2 separate regions of the Mus musculus genome follow, and region 1 is linked to region 2. Evidence: chromatin contacts called from public HiChIP or PLAC-seq data. All regions are on one chromosome and are shown on one strand. The core of a region is the stretch at or near the end of the contact, and the rest is flanking DNA. Distances in the headings are between cores, read along the strand shown.

Region 1 (6,069 bases), core at 2,404-4,903, 37 kb before region 2:
AATAGTAGGAGAAAGAAGAAAAGCCCTGAATTTTCTATTTCTTACAAAAGCCAATAATCTCACAGCTGAAGTAGCTATGAAGGTGAAGATCCAACAAACCAAAAATCCCAAAATATAAGAGAATAATATCGAAAGGTTAGGGGCTGGGGAAGGGGCTCTTTAGTAAAACGCTTGTGAAAAACTTGACAATATCAGTTTGTATCCACAGCACTCAAATATAAAGTTGGGTACAGTGGCTTGTGAATGTAGTCTTAGCACTGTTGGAGGTGTTCCTGCTCATCTTTCAGGTAAAGAAAAACAATAGGTACCACTGCTTTCAGGGAAAGGCCTTTGGGAATCCATAGTGTGGATGGGATAAATCTCCTTCCAAATAAATTCCAAAGACCAACTGAAATACAGATGCAGCGATGTGGTCCCATCCTGACCAGTGCAGATGCAGGCTCACTGCTACAGATGTCTACTGCTACAGGGGTCAAGAAGGAACCTGAGATGTAATGAGCATGAGATGTAAGCAGATCACAGAGGTGGATAACAACAGAGCACGTGCAGTTCACTCTGGAACCCTCTATGTGAACTCAAAGGTTCAAAGTTCAAATGAAAAGAAAAAAAGCGCACCCTGCTTTGCTGTACAGAAGGACAGTTAATCACCAACATGGGGGAAAAATGCGCCTGGCAAGTGATTCGTGAGAGCGTCTACAAGTTCCCTGTATCACCCTTTCCCTTTGTGAAGCTCAATTTCACCTTGTTTCATTTAGCAGTGTCAGAAGACATTTTATTTTCATTTTTCTGTATATATTTGTTGGATTCTTGTACAATTCTCTTCTGTCCAAGAATAAAATGAATTATGGCATCCGGAGAAGGGAGGAGCTGGCTGTAAGATGTTAAAAAGCATGTACATAAAACATGAATATATGCTTGTAGAGAATACGCATGCATGCACTCTTCATATAAATAAGAAATATGGCTGTAACATATTAGCTGTTAACATATAACCGTTTCCTCTTAGCTGGAGGAAAAAAAACTGAGCTCAAGGGAAGATTAGCACTTTCTTTTTAAAAAGATATGCACCTTCTTAAATACATAGAATTAAAATACTAGAGTTGATTTTAATTTTTAAAAGTTCTCTACAGTCCACTAGTAAGTAAGTATGACCAGCTATGATAACAGATCAACATTTAAGTTTAAACATTTAAATGCTATGCAGCACTTTCTATCTTTTGTTCCTTGCAATTCACCCACTTCCAGAGGGAACCACATTCTTTTGGAGGCCCTCTCTCTACCATGCTGACTTTCTGAGCTGTGCTTGAAAAAAATAGTAATAATGAAGTTGCCTTTTGTACTTCTAGTTTTTTAATTGGTTTGGAGGAAATAATAAGGAATGCATTTTTTTCCTCAATCATAATCTTCAGAAGGTCCATCTTTTTCATAAATCCTTAGCTACACCTTTGCTTTATTTATCAGGAGACGTACAAGGCTTTCAAAACAATACACACATTTTCTTGCTATTCACATCAACTTAACAAAAGGCCTTATGAAATATATTCCGGGTGCTTTGTGGGGAAAGAACACAATTTTTCAAAACATGTAAATGAAAAAAAAAAATCATTGGTTTTCTCTCTTAAAAGGAAAATCCCTTTCTGGCAGCAGGAACAAGCAGGAACTGTGTGGCCACAAGGACAAAGAGTGAACGTAACAGGTGGCAAGGACATAATGAACTTCGTTCTCTCAGGAAAGAATGCGGCTGCCATATTTTGCTTTGATAAGGCAGCTCAGGTCACATGACAGGACGAACTTGTCTTTCCTGTGCATAATCTCCGTTCAAAATGCAAACCTAGGGCTCAGGGCTGCCAGCGGTTAACAGGTTTCCATAAAGTTTGCAAAGGCAGCTAAGAAATGCTACAAAATTACCTCGGAAATGGAATCACATTCCGACACCCTTAAAGTCCCCTTCCCTTTCACTACAAATCTGCAGCTTCTCACTGGCTGCCTTTTGTTTGGTTTTTTGTTTGGTTTATTAATTTACTTTAACAAACAGAAGATTCCAGATAAAAGGAGTCTGTCCCCCATGTAAGTTCTGTGCTTTAAACAAGTAGACAAAACTGAATTGTCTCTCTGCTTTGGAAAATGTTTAAACGATGCTGAAGTAGACCTAAAACTTCATCAAATCAACAAATGGACCATAAAGATCCTCCATATTTTTTGATAACATCAATTGCAAATATTATGGTAGCAAAAACTGATTTTTCTAATGAGGTGAACATCAGAAAGTATATTTTAGCACTTACTATAAATGTGATTATGAACATGAGAGGTTGGAATAAGAAAAATAGGTCGCCTCGGCTCACATTCCTGGACATGCTGGCAAGCTAAGATTTTCTTTGAACAACAACAAAACATAGTTAAAACAGGACTTAGTTACGTTTAAACAAGGAATTATTCTCAACTTATACTGTAAGGTTTTTCGTTGAGCTTGGTTGGTTTTATTTTAGAAAACATGACCTTACTAACTTCTAAGGTATTTGCACTGAAACAAACAAACAAACAAACAAACAAAAACTGCTCTGCATTACTGCAACATGATTCTTCAAAAAGAAATGTGTGCAAAGTCGATAGCACACAACGTGAGCAAACAGGATCAGCAGGAACAAAAGAAGTTTGCACGCTGTTGCTCAAGGACTTTTAAAGAATCCTTCCCAGGGATAAGACACATAAACCACTGGGAAGGGACTTGGGAAATCAAAGCACACTTAGTTTTCAATGCATGAAGATGTACTTTCTTAACTATTTTATATTAAAAATAAGAGGGAGCAACAGCAATTCTCACTGGCTGGCTGGCTGGCTGCTAAACACGGGCCCTGACCCTTCTCCTGGCCAGGAATGCAAAGCTCTTTCCATAGGACTTATTCCTGAGATAAGGCACCAAATCATGAAGCCAGCGCCCAGTGACACAGAAGTTGGACTAAATGCAATGTTTACACATATCCTGACTCCCCCTTCTTCCTCATCCCAGCCACATTTGATTTGCCTAAATCAATATTGACTCTGGTTGCAGAAAAGCAGGACTTAAACAAAAGAAAATCTGGAAGAGAAAGAACAGACTGGACGCTACGAGTTTTTTTTTTTTCTCTCAGATTGCAAGTATCACGTGAAATGAAGCAGAGACAAAGCCACAGAGCTTCGGAATTTCTAAGTATTCTTGATGGCTTGTTTCTCCCCCCACCCCCCAAAAAGCAGAGCAGATTTCTTAACTTGTATTACAACCCAGAAAGAATATTTGAGCAACATCTTAAATCTGCACTCACCATGTGAAAGCAACAGTTGCGTGGAGTAAAAGTGTGTTATTTCTCCTGCCCCTGTTCCATTTCAGTTCTGACTATAGTTGTCCAACAACCAAAAGGCCGGAGCTGCCACCCAGAGGCCCCGTCCACGATCTGGTTCATTTGCCTGTCAGCCCGAGAGCTGGCTTCTGCCGGCTGCAGCTGTGCACTTTGCTGAAGTTCTAATATAAATCTCCATATGGTTCCCACCGCCTCACATAGGTGATCTGGCCTCTCGGTTCAATGAACGCGCAGCTGAACTCTTTTCCAGGTGAGTCTGTGAGAGCTAGCTTTGAAGTCGTCCACTCTCAAGTTCAGGAGTTCTTGGTGAGGAGTGGGTGGAGAGAAGCAGCCTTGCTCCGGGGAACTCAGGCTGCAGTCAGAATGCGAAAACTTCCTCTGTTTTCCTGCCTTGCGTGGCTGAGCGCTAGTGCCTCTTTTCACAGAACTTCGGAATGTACAGGCAGGACGCAAAAGGGGCCCTGCCAGACAAGCCTTTCTCAATCAATTAGCTTGCAGCCATTACTTGTGACCCGAGGTCACACAGCATAAGTGTGTGGGGTGTGCCTTCAGGGGTCCCAAGGCTACTTATTACAGCTTAGATAACCTAAGCCGAGCAGACACTGCATTCTAGAAATATTTTTTAATAGTAAATGTGCTAAAGATGTAAAGTAAACCGAAGGTAACCCCCTAGTGTTCTTTCTGAGTAGGTATTGCTTGACTCAGTGAATTTAAAACAATACTTTTTCACATTAAATCAAACAGCGTTCAGGACAGAATAGTAACATGTTTTCTTTATATTATGTGCCTGCAGATGTGGAAATGACAAAAGAGCTCATGTAGACACTCACATGATTACCAGCATACATATCCCTTGTATCACATGGCTAAGCATAGGCAGTAGTATGGTTTTCCTTGAGACTTTTAAAGAATTTTAATGTAAAATTAATTTTAATTAATTAATTTTGATGCAACTATCGACAAAGTTCTCCGTAGCTAAGGAACTGACCTCACTTTGAGGATACAGCCTAGCCTGCTAACCCCGGGTGAGATTCCATGCAAAATTAACTTCACGAATTCTCTTATTTTCAGAACTATATTAGTTACAATTTCCTCCAGTTCCGAAAAAGCGCTTCTTCATTTTAGTACATTTTTAACTGGGAATTCATAAGAAAAGCTATGACGTGCTAAGAAAAAAAAATGTAATATTGCAAAACTCTATCTGCGTTTTATGCATTACATCTTCGTAGTCTTCAAAAACACTTTACAAGGATAGGTATCATTATCAAATTTGTGACAAGGAAGTATCAAGTAATTGTACTTCAAAGCAAACCCTTTCTTTGAATGATCCAACCAAATTAAAATGCTCATGTTTCTACAGTGATTAGATTAGACACCCTCCCTCTCCCAGTAGCTGTCACTCAGAGATAGAGATAGATGCCCAACACTCCATCCTTCACCCTATTTACTAAGTAACTGCACAGGCATGCGAGGCCTGCCTGGGAAATTCCTTTAGATGCTGATCTTTCATCTGCCTCGACCATCTTCGAATTAGCAAAACTGAATTAGCTTTAATCAGCTGTTATCTGATATAAAACAAAACATAGACAAATTAAAATGAACAAATTATAAGATTAGCAGCTAAATAATGCTTTCTAATAGGTAGAGCAGACTTTTTGAAAGTACAGAAACAGAGAATATAAGTGGTAAAGTTAGCTCTGGGTGAGACTGAGTGCAGAAACTGGGGTTTCCACTTTCTCAAATGTGAAATATGCGTCATTGATTGGTCTGTATATCGCCTCTGAATAAGTTTTAGAAAACAAAAAATAAATAAATAAATAAAACATGTTTGAGATCTTTCTGTGACTCCCTCATGCCTGTTTTGTATACTGAAAGTGAGCATCACTAAAAAATAGACATTGAAAAATAGACATGGGAAAATGACCAACCTAGTTAGCGACTAACCTAGTTAGTGCTTGAAGGTTCCCAAGGCCACCGAGGTTGCTACACTTCATCACTACCCCAATACCCCGTGTTGTACATTCAGAGTTTTCTCAATCGCTTTATTCAAGATGAACAGCTAATTTAAGAGTCAACAAGGGCACCCAGCCTTATATTTTAGATGTCTACAGTCATCTACTTTCAAGATTTAGCCCCTATTGTAATGGAACATCAGTGTACATGAAATAAGGATTTCTTTCTAGCAAGTTCAGAAAGGTCACTAATAACCATGCACAGCATAAAACATACAACAGAAGTTGAACAGGCCTTGATGATTTCCCTGGCTATAAAGTAGTTTTTATGGCCAGTTTGTAGGTTTTTATGTGGCCATAGACCTTTCTGAATTACACACAGGTTATGAAAATAGTCCCCTCTGCTGAAGTCTGCTATTACTCGGCAATGATTACTACCCAGACACTATTAGAGAGAGTTTGTCATTTTGATTCACGTCAAGTCCCATCTTTACTTTGTAGAGGAAACGTTCGCTCCTCTAGATGTTTTCTGATGACTTGATCCAATGTAGCAGATCATGGGCTGCTCAATTCATTTAATTTGAAAATTATCTCCCCTGCCTAAATCATTTCACAGTGTATTTTGAGGTGCTAACTTAGAATACAGGATACAATTCACAAAGCTCAAGAAACTCAAGAAGGAGAAAGATCAAAGTGTGGATACTTCGGTCCTTCTTAGAAGGGGAAACAAAATACCCATGGAAGGAGTTACAGAGACAAAGTGTGGAGCAGAGACTGAA
Region 2 (6,094 bases), core at 1,618-4,117:
GGAAAAGTACATATTAAAAATATCGTGTCAGGTCAGATTAGCCTATTCAACTTTTATAAAATCCTTTAATGACACAGTGTGGAATAAGATATTTAGTAAAATGATATATACACATGGAAGGAAACCTGGATTTTTCAAAACAAGCTTCCATTAAATTACAGTATGCCTTCTTTGTTCCCTATGGGGGGTTACGTAAGAAAACTACATGCTTACTTTTGGTGATTAAATTGTCTCACATATTAACTTCTTTCAAATAGCCAACTAGCTTTCGTAGCCATCAGTAAAAATATTTTTTATTTAATTTTAAAATTACAATAAATTTACATCACTTCTCCTTCCTCCAGTTCATCCCATGTACCCCGTTAAACCCTCTCAATTTTTTGTCTCAGATTCACTGATTATTACTGTGGCATAAATACACATGTAACATCTTAACTGTATAAACACAGCAGCTGAGTTCATTCAGTACTGCTTAAGTGTATATGACTTCAGGACCTAGTATTGTATAAGCATTGAAGGGGCTCATCCCTGGGGAAGGCAAGCTAAGCTCTCCATCTCTCAGTGAACCACGTGGCCTGCAGTTTCTTGGTTCTTTGGTTTTTTGACCTTCCACATTAGCATATCTGGGAGTATTATACGGTGAGAATAACATTTCAGTTACCTAAATTCTTACAGTTCTTCCAGAAATTAATGTCTATATTAATATACTACAGATACTGAAATGAAAAGTAAAGTAACTTGAATTAGGACTTATCAGGGTAGTATTAATTTAATAGAAAAACATAGACTCTAACTTTATCAAATGTACTGTAATCAAAAGTCTTTTAATGATATAAAACTAGTTCCAAGCCGGACGTGGTGGCACTTGGGAGGCAGAGGCAGGCAGATTTCTGAGTTCTAGGCCAGCCTGGTCTACAAAGTGAGTTCCAGGACAGCCAGGGCTATACAGAGAAACCCTGTCTCAAAAAACAAAAACAACAACAAAACAAAAAACAAAAAAAAAACTAGTTCCTTACAAATAGACTCTTCTGCTCTCTATATAATGCAAAATGTATATATTATAATTTATAAAAACTTTATACCCACAACTAATATCAAGGCTATTTGCACCTTATTTACTTACTTGGCTATTTATTTGGTTAGTATGTATGGATGACAACTCATAAAACTAGCACCCTCCCAAATCACCTGATAATGGTGATTGAAGTAGTTGTTGCAGAAATGGCATTTCATCAGAAATCATGGTAGAAAATACTTACAATCCTTTCAGTTTCTACCAGTACTTTCAGATTTCATCTTTGCAAAGAGAGAAATAACTTGCTGCTCTTGAACCCTTCCCCTGTATCAGTCTATGTGGTACCAAAGCCTAAGTATCGATAGAGAACCCCTGAACCCTCAGAAATGGTAAGACAAAAAAGTCATAGGCTGGAGAGTTTTGCAAGTGGTAAAACCTAAGTCCAGACCCCCAAGACATAAATCCGACAGGTGCAGTAATGGCCATCTCTAGTCCCTGGGCTGCTAATATAAGAAGAGAGGAAGAAACATCAGAATCTCCAGGAGCTTACTGGCCAGCTCTCTTGGCACACATGGTAGCTTCCTGGCTGGAACTTAGACCTAAGCATCAAATGAGGATCCAGAGGTGGGACTCAGACTTCAGCATCAAGTTAGAGTCCAGAGTTGGAATTGAGAACCAAGCATCCAGGAAGGCTCTAGATCTGGAACTCAGCATCAAATGTGACTCCAGAGCCAGGACTAAGATCTATGCATTATGCAAATCTCCATTCAGTTTTAATGACAGGACAAACATGCCAGGCCTGGTGAACAAGAATGTGTTGATTAAAGGCTCTTCTCTTCTTATCTATAGTCACAAAGAATACTTAGGATTCTGGGAACTGTTGCATGAATTATGGCCTACATGGAGTGTGATACAGACAGACAACCATGTTTATGGATGGACACATCCATGCACTGGTAGTTAGCAACAACAACTACACAGGTTTTAAATAGAAAATAAAATGAGATCCTATTCTAATGAAGGTACAAAATGTCTATATTAATGGTAGAAACACAGAAATATTCTTAAGCACTTTGGTAGTGGGCATATGTATCAGAATAATTTTAAAAGAAAAGGAATGCTGGGCGTAGTAAATAAGAACTAACATTGATCCAATTCTTACTGTGTCAGGAACCCAAAATGTTTCTTAAAGAGACCCTCAAGTTATCTCAGTTGGTAGAACGATACGCTGGCATGTCTGAATCCCCACGTTTGGTCATCAAAACCATACAAAGCAGGATATGATGGAATATGCCTGTAAATAAGATCACCCTCTGCCACACAGCCAGTTCACAGTCGGCTGTGGTTACCTGAGGCCCCAAGGAAACAAAAGCTAACAACAAAGAACCTTAATAATCAATATATCTTTTTTGTCTAACAGCAAAAAGGTCAAGGCAGGTCCCGTTAAGATTTCTGTTTTACAGATGAGAAGGTTGAGGCTTGGAAGGAGTCCATGATTTCTCAACAGACTTCAAATACTGACTGCCCAGATTCCAAAGAAATGGTTTTTGATACCATAATGCCAGCTTCTCCCCGCTTCTTGGCTCATCTGCACCATCCTTGCTATGTCTCCTGCCATAAAGATTTCCAATGTTAAGTTTTGGGTCAATCAGGACCTTTATGCTTTCGAGTAAAATCATCCTTCAGAGGCCGATCAATCCAATGTTCATTATGATGGGACTAAGCTATATTTGTACGTGAAATCTAGATTATATAATACCAACTAAACAAAAGCGGGATAATAATGCCAATGAAAGAACTCAAGTCTGGCAGCCCAGACCAGAAAACTGCTCCAAGCTGAGTCAGCTATGCCTTTTTCATGCAAACAAGGATGGAAGGTGCTTATTACCAATGGTGGGCTCTAGCCTGCTTAGCACCTAGAAATGTAGGGTATGCGTCCAAACCCATGCTCTCAGATCTCCTTCCTTTGTCCATTGTATTTTCTCATGCCATAGAAGTAAATAAAGCTTCACTTCTGGAAAGGGTTTAAATGCAGCAATCTCAGTGCAGGCAAATACACAAAATCTCTCCCTCAGCCTGTCACTGTATTTGCCTATTAAGTCTCAGTGGGAGGCCAAACCATAATTGCAGGATAACTGTGCCATACCTAAACAACATTCCAGTAACTTGGGTTCTGACAGCAAGCTACCATAACATTCAAATTCATCTCCCTGAATCCCACGGCCGTGGATCTATTCGAAATGAAACAGACAGCTTCAAAGCCATTGGTAAAAATCGTTGTTGTTTTTCTGTTTTCTTTTTTTCTCCAATAAGATTTGATTTATCCTTAGGGGTTTACTCCTTTAGCCATCCTGGCCTCTGCTGTGGGCAATAGAATGTAGAAACAGTAGACCAGTGACCATTTTCAGTAAGTATATGACGGACAGCTGAGCACACATTAAAAGTATCCTGGCTTTCTCCTAATCCTTTACAGAAAATTCGATTTAAATAGAAACACGTATTATCGCTCAAAAGTACAAATACTGTGCAATGTTTTCCAATGGGTTCCCCCACCCCCCTCAGTTTATTCACAGGGCTGTGGATGCAGGGAAGGTGCGCAATAAAGCTGGCTTTGGTGGGATACAATTGTTTCAATTGCTTGCCTCTGACTTCATTCTTTAATGAACATCTCTGGAATCAGTAATTACTGTGGGAACACATCTTTAGAGCTATTCTCAAAGACCAAAACTGGCAGAGGGTGGTTTTATAAAGTTCACAAAATGAATGCTGCCTTATTGCCATAAACAAAGGGATTTTTTAACAACCAACTTTAAAACACTCAGCGAATTACTGATAAGTGAATGAGAGAATACAGATAAGTCTTTAATTGAGGAGAAAATGAAGGATTAGACTAATAGTGCATTTCAAAAATATGCCTGGATTCAAACTTGGGCCTTCCCTAGTTCAAATAAGCAATTTAAAAGCCCTCTACCCCTTCAAATAAAAAGACTATTTCTTCTGCAACATTTCTGATTAAAACCTCCTAAAATGTGCATTACTAGTGTTCCAGCACAGAATAGATTCTCCAAGTGACAACATTAGCCTTAAAAGTTACACAGCACGTTTCTAATATTATTTTTTAATCTGAGAGATCTTTGTTAGATAAACGTGACTACCAAAGACAGAGTAAAATTACTTTTGATAAAAAATAATATGTATATGTTTTTAAATTTTTATAATATTTTAGAAAGAGACATCACAACTGGCTAAGACCAAAGGATTCTTGGAGAACATTTTTTAATATGCTAGAATTTGGGTTAATATAAGAAAACCATAAACATTATTATTAAAATGTTGAATGAATAGTAAAAAACAAACAAACAAACAAAAAACAGTTTAAAAGAACTGGAGACCTGTGTTCAACTTCTAAGGCAAGTGAATAGCTTTACAGTTTTGCTTTAACTTGGGGATGACTATATTGCACTGATACATCACTAAACATGATCAGAGGTTTACTCTCGTCTATAGAATGCACATCCTTTAGGATCTGAAGACTGTTTCATGTCCTAGGAGATGTGAGCTTCCATAGATGCTCAAGTTTCTTACACAGGACATCAAAGAAAGAAATTGGAAGACACCAGAAGATGGAAAGCCCTCCATGGTCATGGATTAGTAGAAATGATGTTGAAAAATGGCATCCTATCAAAATCAATCTACAGACTCAATACAATCTTTATTACAACTCCTAAGGACTTTTTCATAGAATTTTTAAAAAGTAATCTTAAAATTCACGTGAAGCAAAAAAAAAAAAAAATCAGAATATCAAAAACAATCCTTAAAGATAAACATATAAGCTGCTGGAGGTAACACCATCATTAATTAAAGTTATATGACCAAGCTATAGTCCTAAGGGGAAAAAAATGTTGGCCTAAAAACTGGCTCCCTTAGAGTTCAGTGAGAAAGGGCACACTTAATCCTGTAGAAACATGACGCCCCAAGAAAAGGTGGATTCTGGCACAGGTGATGTGGGAGTGGGGAGATGGGCCAGTGAGCACCCTCTCAGAAGCAAAGGGGAGGAAGAAGGGTGTGAAGAACTCAAGGAGGAGAAACTGGAAGGGGATCAACATTTGGAATGTAAATGAAACAAAATGAATAAAATAAAAAAAAAAAACACACACACACACATATTGGTCCATAGAACAGAACAGAGGACCCAGCTATAAGCTCACACTTTACAGCCACCTGGGTTTTTACAAAGAGTCCCAGATCTCCTATTTTGATTAACCCTCTGTTATTGTGGCACCTGAAACATAGAATGTATGTATGAAAAGGTATCCATGTTGTGTATAACTCAGGTAGTATCTGCTCTAGGCTAGAAACTAGAGCACCCATAACATCCCTGTACTTTTCACATCCAAATGTTTTACTAAACTATCCATACCCTTTTCATGTCACCCCAAGTTAGTGGAGTACCTTGGCATATACTCTGGCTTTGGCTTTGGGGTTCTGTCTTCTTGTGCTTTGTTTTGCTTTGTTTTTCCATTTGAATTTTCCTTTAACATTCTAAAGTTTGGATTACTTCAAAATTCAGCCAAGTAGAATGAGCCAACTATCAGGCACTTCTTAAAAAGCATATCATGGTATCTTTTTTTCTAAAAGTTCTCTTTCAAAAGTCTGACAATGACTCAGGGAGGGAAAGTACTTGATGGACCATCCCAACAATCCAACTTAAGAGCCAGACACTGTAGTATGCATGTCTGTAATCTCAGAGCACCTGCCTCTATGAGGATATGGAAGGTGGAAACAGGAGAATATATAGACCTTCATGGATCAGACAGGCCTAGTTTAAACAGCAACAAAAACAGCATCTTGCAAAAATAAATAAATAAATAAAACAATTTTTAAAAGGTAAAGGATAACCCCAAAGGTTTGATCCCTATAAGTATGTGGTGGCTCCTGCATTTATTATCTTTACACATAAATGAGCACACATATCTACACACACACACACACACACACACACACACACACACACACACACACACACCTCAAAACACAAAAAGTATTTTAATAATTTTTCAGGTAATAATATAATTTTAT

The links. HiChIP or PLAC-seq counts read pairs in DNA pulled down with a chosen protein or histone mark.
Region 1: a contact with region 2 is called in an H3K4me3 HiChIP or PLAC-seq map of embryonic forebrain, with 2.1 times the contacts expected there. The contact joins the promoter of Mir99ahg here to the enhancer-like site in region 2. A contact is called at or near these places in 1 of 39 promoter capture datasets (embryonic stem cells), 7 of 484 Hi-C or Micro-C datasets (bone marrow-derived macrophages, brain, neural progenitor cells and 1 more) and 7 of 115 datasets of contacts at active chromatin or transcription factors (astrocytes, embryonic forebrain, embryonic stem cells and 3 more).

The regions. Positions count from the first base shown.
Region 1 is chr16:77,326,912-77,332,980 of GRCm38.p6, reverse strand. Mir99ahg (Mir99a and Mirlet7c-1 host gene (non-protein coding)) reads right to left here and starts at 3,653. Exons shown (of 5, transcript NR_015543.3): 1 at 3,303-3,653.
Region 2 is chr16:77,289,459-77,295,552 of GRCm38.p6, reverse strand. No RefSeq gene overlaps it. Among named protein-coding and RNA genes, the nearest start is that of Gm31258, 10 kb to the left of the region's middle. Within about 2 kb of position 2,867, at least 30 of the 459 cell types and tissues checked have an H3K27ac peak or open chromatin away from gene starts, as enhancers often do. A contact at or near this core is called in astrocytes, brain and embryonic forebrain, where this site is marked.